2 separate regions of the Sus scrofa genome follow, and region 2 is linked to region 1. The links are chromatin contacts, called in public HiChIP or PLAC-seq maps. All regions are on one chromosome and are shown on one strand. The core of a region is the stretch at or near the end of the contact, and the rest is flanking DNA. Distances in the headings are between cores, read along the strand shown. Region 1 overlaps FAM129A (protein Niban-like). Region 2 overlaps LOC102159064 (a long non-coding RNA gene).

Region 1 (5,982 bases), core at 3,297-5,796:
GGGAAGTACCAACTCATCTGCGTGTCCAGTCCCTGCTTTCACAGATGGGGAAAGGGGGGGCCTCGCGATGCTAGCTGATTCGGCCATGTCACACCCTAATTTTCAGATCCCTAAATAGAATTCGAGTGTATTTCTTAATTTCTATTGGCAAATCATTTGCTTACAGTGAGACAAATGGCCGCATTCTTATTTCGATTTGCGGAAATATTTCTCAGGGTCACAGAGGATCGAACTTACTCGGAGAATCTAAGATGATCAGTACTATTGATATTATGAATAATGCATAAAGATTTGGGATATAAAATATTAACCAGGTCATAGAATGACTAGGTAGAAAACCCTTTTCTGTTGCATGATTCAAATACGAAACAATCTGTGACTCCTAAAAATAATTTAGTTGATACCCAAATGCCAAATTGTTTGCCAGGAGGATAAATGAATTATTAATACAGCAACTCTTCGAAAAGAACTATTTGAAAAGCATCTAATTGAAATTTCAGAATAATCACGAACATTGGGTAACACACGGTAGAGATTTAGCAGCCAGCCCATGTCCCCTGCGGGGTGGAGGCTCCGAGACAGGCACGGGGAGCCGTCTGGGAGATGATGCTTCTTTCTTGCTGATCCACCACCCCCGCACCCTGTGCCTGTGCACCACCACACGCTCCAGCCCCCTCTTTGTGCCTTTATTTAGTGCTCCTTTCACCTGTGCCTGCCTTCCTCCCTCTTGACTTGTAAATATCCTACTTACCTCTTCAAGGCCAAGTTCAAATTTCACCCACTCAGGGCAGCCTAACCACCACACAGCTTCTTGACCTATGGTCTGGCCCCGTTTCCTTAATGATGGAATAAATTTTACATCCCACACAGGTAGGCGCTGCTCTTTTTCAAGGATGCAGAGATGCTGCTGTGATTAATCATGGGTTGTGACACATTAATTCAGGAGCCATGCACTAATGCAGCTGAGCGGAGTGATTAAGAGAGAAAATGCTGGGTTGGGGCTGCCCCATTCTAGCCTTGGAATCTCAGGCAAGGTACTTAATCTCTCCCTAGGTTTTCTCGTCTGTAAAGCAGAGATCACAAGGGTTGTTACTCTGAGGGTTATGGTGAGGATTAAATGCGTTGCCTTCGTTCAAAGCCACGTGTGACCCTCCGGAAGTGCTCCGTAGCTATTAGATCTCACTGTCCTTGTCATTATCATTCTTTCCAACCAAGTGACACTACAACAGTACTCTTATTGTGAGGGACTCACACAGTTTTTTGAAGTTGAAATGGTTCCTGCTTTGGAACCACCGGGCTCTCTGTTCTAGCCTCCCTTGTGGCACTTATCATAGTTTTCCTTCTGTCAGTATTTGTGACATGCCTTTTAGCTAAATCTGCTTGTAAAATTATGTTTTCTTCTTGGACTCCTCATACCCTTTGTATTCGGCAGGAGCAGAATAAATGTTTATTGAATGCATCGGTATATGAGGGACAGAATGTAAGCCAGTTGCTTCACTCTCAAGAGTTATATGGGAGGAAACAGAGCGATTACTGCTTTCACACTCCCATAAATTTTCAAAATCCAAAGCCCTGTATCAGGGCAGCCTGATGGGCACAGGTGCATGCTTTATTTTAAAGGGGACGAACCAGAGGCCCGGTTAAAATGTGTTTCAGATATTCTTTTAAAAAGACTTGACCATGACTTCCGTTCAAGGCTTCCTTTAGGAAACAAAAACTAGTCCAGGGCAGAATACTCCTCCATCTTATGTGGAATATACTGGAGCCACAGAGATTTAGGCCAGAGAGAAAGAGAATGGTTTAATTCAGGCCACGAGCATGGCCACTGTTAGGCTCAGCTCAGCTTCAGATCACAGAAACGTATTTCATTGGGCATAGGAATTGGGTGTTGGCTTTTTTTTTTTTTTTTTTTTTTTTGGTCTTTTGTCCTTTTCCTAGGGCCGCACCCATGGCATATGGAGGTTCACAGGCTAGGGGTCGAATTGGAGCTGTTGCTGCCGGCCTACGCCAGAGCCACAGCAACGCCGGATCTGAGCCATGTCTGGGACCACAGCTCATGGCAATGCCAAATCCAGAACCCACTGAGCGAGGCCAGGGATTGAACTGCAACCTCATGGTTCCTAGTCGGATTTATTTCTGCTGTGTCACGATAGGACTCCCAGGTGTTGGCAGTTTTAAGCTGTATAAAATACTTCAACATACAGACAACTCAAATTTTTCAACATACCGATAACTCTAGATCAGTTGTCTAATAAAGAAATATGAGACCCGGATAATAGGAAACAGAAAACACTCTGAAGTTAATTTATATCTGGACTTAGAAGGCATCATGTGAACAGATAAATAACACACACACACACACACACACACCCCTTTGCTCTAATTATGCCTCTAACAGGAGGACCTTTTAGAAGAGCCTGAAGGGAGCTGGGCTGCAGTGTGTACAGGGCCCGCAGTGCAGAGGATAATCCAAGCAGGAAATCCCATTAGGTTCCGTCTCTTGAGCACAGCAACTAGGTCTTCCGTGTTCTCTGCTAGAGCCACATCACTTGCTCAGAAAGCACTTATTGAACTTTTTTTTTTTTTTAAATGCATGAGTGAGTGAATAATTTGAAAATCGACTATATAAGACAATTGGTGATAAACAACCACAGATGAGCCGGCAGGCTTCCCCTCTGAAATGATTCTCAGGGTGGTGTGCTTTTGGGATTGTGGAAATGCACAAGCAAAGAGTTTTATCCTGTAAAATTCTTCAGAAGCCAGATAAGGCCACTTGTGAGGCAACAGGCAAACTTTTTTCTGTTAAGGGTCAGAGAGGGAACACTTTCGGCTTTGCCACCCAAAGGACTCACCTGTGCCCTTGCGGCATGAAAGCAGCCACGGACAATAGATAAATGAATGGGCACAGCTGTGTTCCAATAAAACGTTATTGACAAAAACGGGTGGCAGGGCAGCTTTGGCCCAAGCGCCACCGTTTGCGGACTGCAACCTCATGGGCCCCTTTGATTTCAGAGGAGGACCCTGCAGTGCACAGACATCGAGGCACCTCCCTGAGTACACGTGACCAGCTAATTTTAGAACTGAGACTACAGACAGTCCCCGACTTACAATGGCTCGACTGATGATGTTTCAAGTTTACGATGGTGTGAAAGCAATCCTTATTCAGGAGAAACCATACTTCAGTGTTGAGTTTTGATCTCTCCTGGGGCTAATGAGACACGGTAAGATGCTTTCCCATGATGCTGGGCAGCAGCAGGAGCCGCAGCAGCTCCCAGGCAGCCACCAGATCACGAGTGATAACCCTTCTGTTTTTCACCTTCAGTCTTATATCCACTAAGTTGTATGAAATATTCGGCACTTTAAGCTAGACTTTGTGTTAGATGACTTTGCCCAACAGAGGGCTCATGTAAGTGGTCTGGGCACGTTTAAGGTGGTGAAGCTAGGCTATGCGATTTGGTAGGTTAGGTGTATGAAACGCATTTTCAACTTCCAGTGGGCTTATTGGCACATAACCCCACTGTTAGTCGAAAATCTGTAGGATACAGATTTATCAAATCTAAAGCTAATGTTTTTTTTTTTTCTCATTAAAGGAAAATCCATTTATTCACCAGTTCAAATATTCACTGTGAGGCTGCCTATACCAGGCATGGTACCAGACACGGGGAACACCTGAGTGAACCAGGGCAGCACCACCCTGCCCTGAGAGAGCTTACAGCAAGGGGCGGGCAGGGGCAGAGCCATTACAACTTGGGGTCAGAAGTGCTACGAGGGCAGAGGTGCAGGCAGGGTCAGGGGACACAGGCACAACCACAAGGCGACCCTGTGTCCTCGCAAGTTTCCATGGGGAGGCCCGGGCTCTGACCAGCACCTTCAGCACGTTCCTGTTACAAGTGCTGTCACCTCCTGCCACGTCCCTCTGTTTAATCCTCCTCTGACACCATAAACACTAACGCTGTGGTGGCGCCTTCCACGCACAGCTGATCTAGTTTGAAGGAGCAGACGGATCATCACCACTGACCTTTGATCTTTCCGATTAAAAAGTTCTTTGAGGTCACAATCTGATCCATGTCTGAACGGATGGTTCCTTCCAGGTCCTTGGTCAGGGCCCGGCATTCCTCCTTCAAGGCACTTAATCCTTCTGAAACTTGATGCTGGACCAGGTTGTAGGCCTCTTCGAGGAGCTGCGGCAGAGAACAACCCATAAACCGGGGCTCTGTCATGTGCCAGCGCCTGACCGAGTCAGGTGGAAGAGGGAGGGTACACGGCAGACGACCACGACATAAAACCGCACACACACATTCTAATTTTTCTTTCAGGGTTTGAGTCTGTTTGGATTCGTCCTCATGTAAGTGAGACTGAGCAGACTGGGCAGTTCTCCAGCCAGGGAAGGAATTACGTCCTTTAAAAAATAATACCCTAAGAGGAGGGGGGAGAGAATGTTCATTTCGAGCAGCACAGCTGCAAAGCAAAATCACGGCTTACACCGAACCAGGCCCGCTTCCTGTCGTTCTTCTTCCCCCTCATTTTAGGCAGGAGGTCTGTCTGAAGGGTTGGCAGGAGCTCCTCCATCACCAGGTTACTCAGGATCTGTCAAGAGGAAGAGAGCCCCAGAGCTAGTTTAGTTGGGGATGCCGAAATCTAAGCATCGGGCCAACTGAAGGTGTCGTGACTGCCCGTCCCTGTCCTAAACTTAAGATTGTCCTGGGCTGGAGTTCCTGTTGTGGCTCAGGTGGTTAAGAACCTTACATAGTGTCCGTGCAGGGTTGATTCCTGGAGGTTAAGGATATGGCGTTGCCATAAACTGTGGTACAGACCGGCAGCTGCAGGTCCGACTCAACTCCTAGCCTGGGTGGGAACTTCCGTATGCCGCAGGTGCAGCCTTAAAAGGTAAAAAAGAAAAGAAAAGAAAAGAAAAAAAAGATTGTCCTGGGCTACATAAAATCTGTTAGGTGAATAGTTTAACTCTGGGTCTGAGGCCACAGAAATCTCAAGGACGATAACCTTGGAAGGTAAAAACGTCCTGAAACATCTGCAAGGAACAGTCATGTCTGCTTACATTTTTCCACTGGAAAGGACAAGTTCCTCAAATTCAAACGTCTACGGTTCAAACTATTAGAATCTAATGCATCTAGGATAAGAAGGGAAGCTTCAGTTACGGGGAAGGGCCTCCTTAGCAAAATGGTGAAGGGGTCCAGGCTTGGTTTTGATGGCTTGAGTCCTTGTCTGTGTCCTCTGAGACCATTGTGCCCCCTCGAGATTTATCAGGATCTAAGTGTCTTCATGCTCTGTGTTCTTTCTGCACCAGGAATCCCACTCCCATCTTCTTAGAGTCAGGTATATAATTAATAATTCCTGAACCCCATTTTGCCCAGTGGAGTAAATTCTTGTTTGGAACACATCTGCCCAAGAGTGACGCAACAGTGGCAACGGGGAGAGTGAGCTAAGGGCATAAGGCAACTGAAGCCTGAATTTAAACTCAATGGAAAATATTATCTTAGTTGAAAAGTATTAAACTCAAGAATCATAAGAATTGTCCAAATTTACCCTCTTGCACAGATGGGTTTGAATCTGAGCAGGAGCATGAAAGGGGGTTGAAAGATGAAAAGTGTTATACAGTCCAAAGAAAGAGACTGTCCCATTTGGGTGGGCTTACAGTTTTGTTTTAGTCTTTCCCATACAATGTTCCAAGAAATTTGGTTCTATTTTATAGCTTAGGGGATTGAAAAAGAAACTATGTCTGGAAAAAAAAAGGAGGGGGGGAGTGGGTGGTGAGGGAGGTGGGTGATTAGGGAAAAGCCCGGGGCAGCCAGAGCTCCTGGATACTGAAGCCAAACCCTGTCTCATTCCAACAGCTCATCTTCCTGTAAAACTCAGGGCTCCCCACCCTGCCCTTGAGCTGTTCTTCCCCAACCCAGGACCCTCTGGGGTCCCCTACCTTGCTCAGCCTTCCATGAGTTCAAAGCCCTGGGGCTGGCCGAGAGA
Region 2 (5,966 bases), core at 986-3,485, 760 kb after region 1:
TGGCATCTGGTATTCTGTCTGTTCTAGGTGCTGAGCACAGGGCTAAGCATACTTTGATGAATAAAACACACCATTCTCTGAAACCTGTCTGAGGTTTTCCTTGTGCTGAATTCCCTGTGTACGTCTAATGAATACAATGCCATTTCGGATTAAATGGCTCTCTTATTATTTATTTTTTTTCCTGCGCGTTCCTTATGAGTTGCTAAATCGATGAAAAGCTTGTGGAAAAATTTGCACTGATAACATTCACAAAGAAAAGGCATCCCTGGACAGCTGAAGAGACTCTGAGGCTCTGGAAAATGTTAGGGGACACCCGTCCTAACGTTTAGGGTCATGGACGGCTGAGTGGAGGAGGAGATGACATTTAAACCTGAGTAGGATGCACGGGAGGTAGCTTATCCTGTGTCCCTCATGTGCAGGGGACAATATGCAATGGCATGATTTAAGTGGTCAAATTGTGCTTTGGATGTGAAAGTCTATAAACTCAGAGTGTGCTGGTCTTTCTGGGGACTTCACAGGGCTGGCAAAGTACTGTGAGATAGATGAGAGATGGTGAGCACTGGAGCAGCATCCCTGGCAGAGGCAGCCTTCAACCACGGGCTCCTTTAGAGCCTGAAAGGGGGGCAGTGACCCTGCAGGCTGAGATACAGCCTGAACTAAGACCCAGGGATCCACAGTCACGTTTTATGGGCCTGCCAAGAACAGGGATTTCTGCTCCAAGGTAAAGGAGAAGCAAATTTGCCCAATGAGGCATTGGAGTGGCTAAAACAGGATCACAAACCAACTGGTCATTTCTTTCCTTTTTTTTTTTTTTTTTTTTTGGCTGTGCCCACAGCAGCTATCCATTCCTGGAACACAAAATTATTTATCATGCCCAAATGTCAATTTTCTTGCATTGCTGAATATACTTCCTGCACCTTTCCATTCTCTCTCATGAATAATCATACAGCACTGACATCTTTTATATCCAAGTTTGCAGCTCAGTAGACCAAGAAAGTTGTACAAAGAACAATGAGCTAAATACGGAAATAGCATTGATCCTATCTTTATCTACCTCGTCATCTACTTGGGTCTCAGACACATTATCATCATGATCATTTTATTTCTCTTATATTTCCTTTTTGCTGCTCTTCTTTAAGTTCTTTACGTTTCAAGCACTGTGGTAAGTGCTTTACAAACTGTAAGACAAAAAGGGATTTCCGTATAGCGTCCCTTCCCTCTTCTTCCAGAAATCTGTTTTTCTGTTTGAAGGCCAGCCCTCCCTCTTTTTAACCCCTTGCATCCACACCACTGCCTGTAGGCTTTGCAGTTGGTAGTGTCATGGCCTGGATGGGTCCACGGGGACTGGTCACAGGTGGGCATGTCCCCCCAGGTGGACGGAGCCATGACCTGAGTCTCCCCAGGCCAAGACTTTTGCTAGAGTTTTTGGAGAAGAGCAGCTCTCCTTCCAGTGAGGTCACTAGATGTAACAGCCATTTAAACCTGGAGCTGACCAGGAGCCCCTGCTCCCTGCTCTCATTCCCTGACCTACCTGAGAATGAAGTCAGCACACAGGAAGGCGGTCCCAAGAGCTGGAGAGGTAGCAAGAGCATTCTCAAGTCATGAAATTCTGAAACCAGCCTTTTCTGAAGGGAGCATTCTGCTGGGCCTTTCTATTATGTGGCCCAAGAGATTCCCATTTGTCCTTATTAAACTCATTGTATTCGGGCTTTTGTTCTTGGCCATTGGAAAGGGCACAGATCTTACAGGGGTTTTTTTAAATTTTTTTACTAAAAAATCTCCTGTTCTTAAACACCAGTGTCTCCAAGGAAATGTACTGGTGACATAATATGAGTAAATTTAATACAGAATCGTTCTCCACTTGCCCCCAAATTTGGGGAGCTTCTCTTTAAAGAAAAATAGGTTAGCATGGCAGCTTAGCTGAATCCACAGGAAAGCAAGCCCCAGATTTTCTTGTGGACAGGCCTGTAATAGAAGAGGAACAGCTGTGAGGGGGTAGGGGGCTGGAGAGCTGTGAGGGGTACTCTGCACTCCTGCTAGAATTCTCCCAGCCCTCACAGGGGTGAAGATGGGCTTGCGGCTCTCTTCGCAGCCCAAGCCACAGCCACCGAAGGACCCTGGCTCTTCTCATTTGAAACTGGTAAGCCAGCTCTTTTCACCACCAGATGAGAAGGCTTCTTCTGGTACAAAAAGTTTTGCTTAATTACAGGGAGGCTTGAAATTGATGAAATGGCCCCCTCCGGTGGTTAGAACAGCTGCTGTCCTCTCCTTCTTCAAGAAGCTTCCTGCAGGTAAGAAACCTAAGATGAACCTTAGCGAATTCATTTGTCCAGTCCACCGTCCCCTCATATTTACCCTGTTGGTAAAAACTGCACAAACTAGCCTGCAGTGACAACACTACAACTTAGCATCGTTCAAGAAATCTCAGTTTGAATGACTCCTAAATGTTGGGATGGAGTTCCCTATGTTCTGGGAGTGTTAATATCACCCTCCTTTACAAAGGAGGCTCATGACATAAGTTTTGCAAGAGTCTATATTAAATAAAACCCAACAACCCTAACATGGTAGATTAATTTATCTATGTTTAGTCTCTTTCCTGGAGAAGGGCAAGATTAAAATGGAAGTTCTATAGCAGAAGATCCAAAAAAAAAAAAAAAAAAATGCAGGCTGCTTGAAGTTCCTGAACATTTGGCCTAAATACTTCCTGGCTTGTTTTGAAATCAGCTGATGCAAATGACAAGTTATAAATAATCAGAGAAGCAGAGTGCCCTGCCCTGGAGAGAGATGACCTTCGTGTACCCTGAACATCTGTTCCAGTGTTCTCTAGTGGATGCCACCTGAAATCAGAACAGAACTTACTATGAATGTCAAGAATGATTCCCTTCTTTCTTTCTCAAATTCCATGGGACTTAAAGTGATTCCACAGTGATTGAATGAACCTTTCAAATAATTTCAGAAATATTTTACCTTTTCATTTTGCTGTCAGAGTGTCAGGCTTAATGCCTATAAAATTACTTATTTAGTGTGAAAAATAACTTTGTAGTTGTCACTACAGTGTTGAGTTCTTGATGTTTAAATCCCTTTCTAGTTCCAAAATTTTGATTGACATATACTGTTAATGGGAAAGATACAACTCATACCAAATAGATACCGTGAATCTTCTCTTTTTGAATGTTCCTCTGCTTTTGAGATGCCCAATTCCCCTTGTATTCCTGTCCCCTCTTTTTCTGCTGACCCTTCATCTTCAACAAATGCCTTAGGAAACACTCTTAATCCCAGTGTCCTGCCTGTCCTTGGTTCTCTTCTACTTTTTTTTTTTTTTTTTTTTTTTTTGCCTCACTCATGGCATGTGGAAATTTCTGGGCTAGGGATTGAACCCACACCACAGCAGTGACATGAACCACTGCGGTGACAATGCTGGATCCTAAACCTGTTGTGCCACAAGGGAACTCCTATTTTTTTTTTTAAAATACATACCCTCTCTGTGCAATTTCATCCAACTTTTTGACTCTACTTAACTACCCATTCATTATAGTTTCCTAAACTAATATTGCTATTAAATCTCTAGAACTGAGACCTGACCTCTAGACTTATACATAACACTGACTGCCAAACATCTATCTGAATGTCCCATAGGGATTCAAATTTGATAGACATAGTAATTTAATATGGTAAAACAGAACTTACTCTGTTTCCTCCCAGAACCTAGTTTGAGTTCATTTCATGGCATCAAAAATCCTTTTTCTGGGAATCATACCAGAATCATTCTTTCTCCTTCTCTTTCCTTAACTAATCAGTTGCCTTATACTAGATTATCTTTGATGTTTTTGGTATTTGTCTTCTTACTACCCCACTAATGTTGTGTCATTTATGCATTTTCATCTCTTACCTGAACTACTTCAAGAGATTCTCCTTTCAACTCAACCTACACATTACAAGAGTTACTTTTCCAAAATGCAAGCTAGGTCATGTTTCTCTCCTTTGAACACCCTGCAGGAGTTTTCATTTCATAAGCAAACTTTTAAATTCCTCGGTGTAACAGGCAAGATCCTCCACATCTGGCTTATAACTGCCTCTCTGTATCGATACTCTGTTGCTACAACAGTGCTCTATAACAAACAACCACAGAATCTCAGAGATGTACTTAGGAACCACTTATTGCTGTTTTGTCTGGGTTGGTCAGCTAGGTGGCTCTCTTGATCACGGCTGACTTGCTCTTGTGTCTAGGGGTTGGCTGGCCTAGGGTAGACTTAGCTGGAATCACGGGGACAGCGTGGCTGGGACTATGTGTCCCTTGTCCTCCAGCAGGCTAGCCTGGGTATGGTTTATGGGGATGACAGAGGTGTGAAAGAAAGCATAATCAGAAATAAACTAAGTTTTTTGAGGCCTAGGCTCAGAATTGGCGCACTGTCATGTCTACTTAATTTTATTGGCCAATGGAGGTCATAAGACTTGTCAAGATTCAGATTCAGGAAACAGATTCTGTCTGTTTAATGAGAGGAACTGCCAAGTCAGAGGGCAATGGGCTTGAATATAGGGTGGGGGAGGGTGAAGAGGGGAGAACTGGAGCCTTCGTTTTACTCTCCATTAGCTCTTCATTTGTCTAAACTTCTATCCTGACTATTCTGTCAGAATGGATGGCAGTCTCCTAATTACATTCAGCTCTTTGCACTTCTGTTTTGTGTAGCTTATACATCTATTTTTTAAAAAAAAGAGGAGTTCCCGTGTGGCGCAGTGGTTAACGAATCCGACTAGGAACCAGGAGGTTGCGGGTTCGGTCCCTGCCCTTGCTCAGTGGGTTAACGATCTGGCGTTGCCATGAGCTGTGGTGTAGGTTGCAGACGCGGCTCGGATCCCGCGTTGCTGTGGCTCTGGCGTAGGCCGGTGGCTACGGCTCCAATTCGACCCCTAGCCTGGGAACCTCCATATGCCACGGGAGCGGCCCAAAGAAATAGCAAAAAGACAAAAAAAAAAAATAAATAAATAAAATAAAATAAAATAAAAAACACAAGAAATTAAAAAAAAAAAAGAACAGAGCACAATGAAAAAAGATAAATTGAGAGAACAAGGTTGAAAGATAAAATCGAGACATATCCCGGAAAGGATAACGAAAAGACAGAAAAATAGGGATGATAGGAAAGAAATGGTAAGAAGATCAGAGTCAATCGAGAATATTCAGTATCTGATTAATAAGAACTCCAAATAACAGAAGGAAATTATAGAAAATATAAGTAAACACACATGCCCAGGGTTGATCCCTACAGAGCTCTGATTCAGGTAGGTGGGTGGGATTAATGGATTAATTTTATGTCTCTCATCCAGCATCTTTGAAGTACTAAGTAAGAAACACAAATGAAGTAAAATTCTAGAGCGGATGAAACATTATTAGAAGTTGTTGGAGGAGTTCCCTGAAGGCCTAGTGGTCAAGGATCATCATCGTGGGTTCAGTCCCTGCATCGGGAACTTCCGCATGCCGTGGGCACAGCCAAAAAAAAAAAAAAGTTGTTTAATTTGAAAACGTGGAGGCCGGTTGTGGGAAGAGGGCGTGAGGATGGGGATAACTGTGCTTAAAACTTATTTTGAAAGTAGAAAATAGCTGCGCACTAGTGTTGAGTGGATTACAGGAAGTAGGGACAATGCAGCTGCTAAATGAGGCCCTTAAATATTGACATGATTGATTCTGGTGGGACTTGTTTAGTAGGAAGTAGGAAAGGAAGCAAAAATAGACCAAAGCAAACATTTGCTCAAGATAAATGAAGAGAAATACATCCTCTCTGTGCTCCTCCACCTCTGTGAAAACATGGCCATAAGCTTAGGACAGGGTTTCTTTTCCTCACATTTCTATCGTCATTTTTAACAACACAGTAATTTATAATATACTAATTATTTTATTTCTAAGTCATGATTGTGATTTGGCGCATTCAGATGACTTCTTTGTGCTTGTCTGTCTGACCAAATACTAGAGG

The links. HiChIP or PLAC-seq counts read pairs in DNA pulled down with a chosen protein or histone mark.
Region 2: a contact with region 1 is called in an H3K27ac HiChIP or PLAC-seq map of skeletal muscle, with 8 times the contacts expected there. The contact joins two enhancer-like sites. A contact is called at or near these places in 2 of 47 Hi-C or Micro-C datasets (embryonic fibroblasts and heart right ventricle) and 1 of 2 datasets of contacts at active chromatin or transcription factors (skeletal muscle).

What each region holds. Positions count from the first base shown.
Region 1 is chr9:126,026,010-126,031,991 of Sscrofa11.1, forward strand. It overlaps FAM129A (protein Niban-like), which reads right to left. Exons shown (of 14, transcript NM_001243219.1): 7 at 4,483-4,587; 8 at 4,019-4,181. Among named protein-coding and RNA genes, the nearest start is that of EDEM3, 46 kb to the left of the region's middle. Within about 2 kb of position 4,547, at least 10 of the 83 cell types and tissues checked have an H3K27ac peak or open chromatin away from gene starts, as enhancers often do. A contact at or near this core is called in skeletal muscle, where this site is marked.
Region 2 is chr9:126,786,401-126,792,366 of Sscrofa11.1, forward strand. It overlaps LOC102159064 (a long non-coding RNA gene), which reads left to right. Exons shown (of 2, transcript XR_305715.3): 2 at 1-2,661. Among named protein-coding and RNA genes, the nearest start is that of HMCN1, 61 kb to the right of the region's middle. Within about 2 kb of position 2,236, at least 8 of the 83 cell types and tissues checked have an H3K27ac peak or open chromatin away from gene starts, as enhancers often do. A contact at or near this core is called in skeletal muscle, where this site is marked.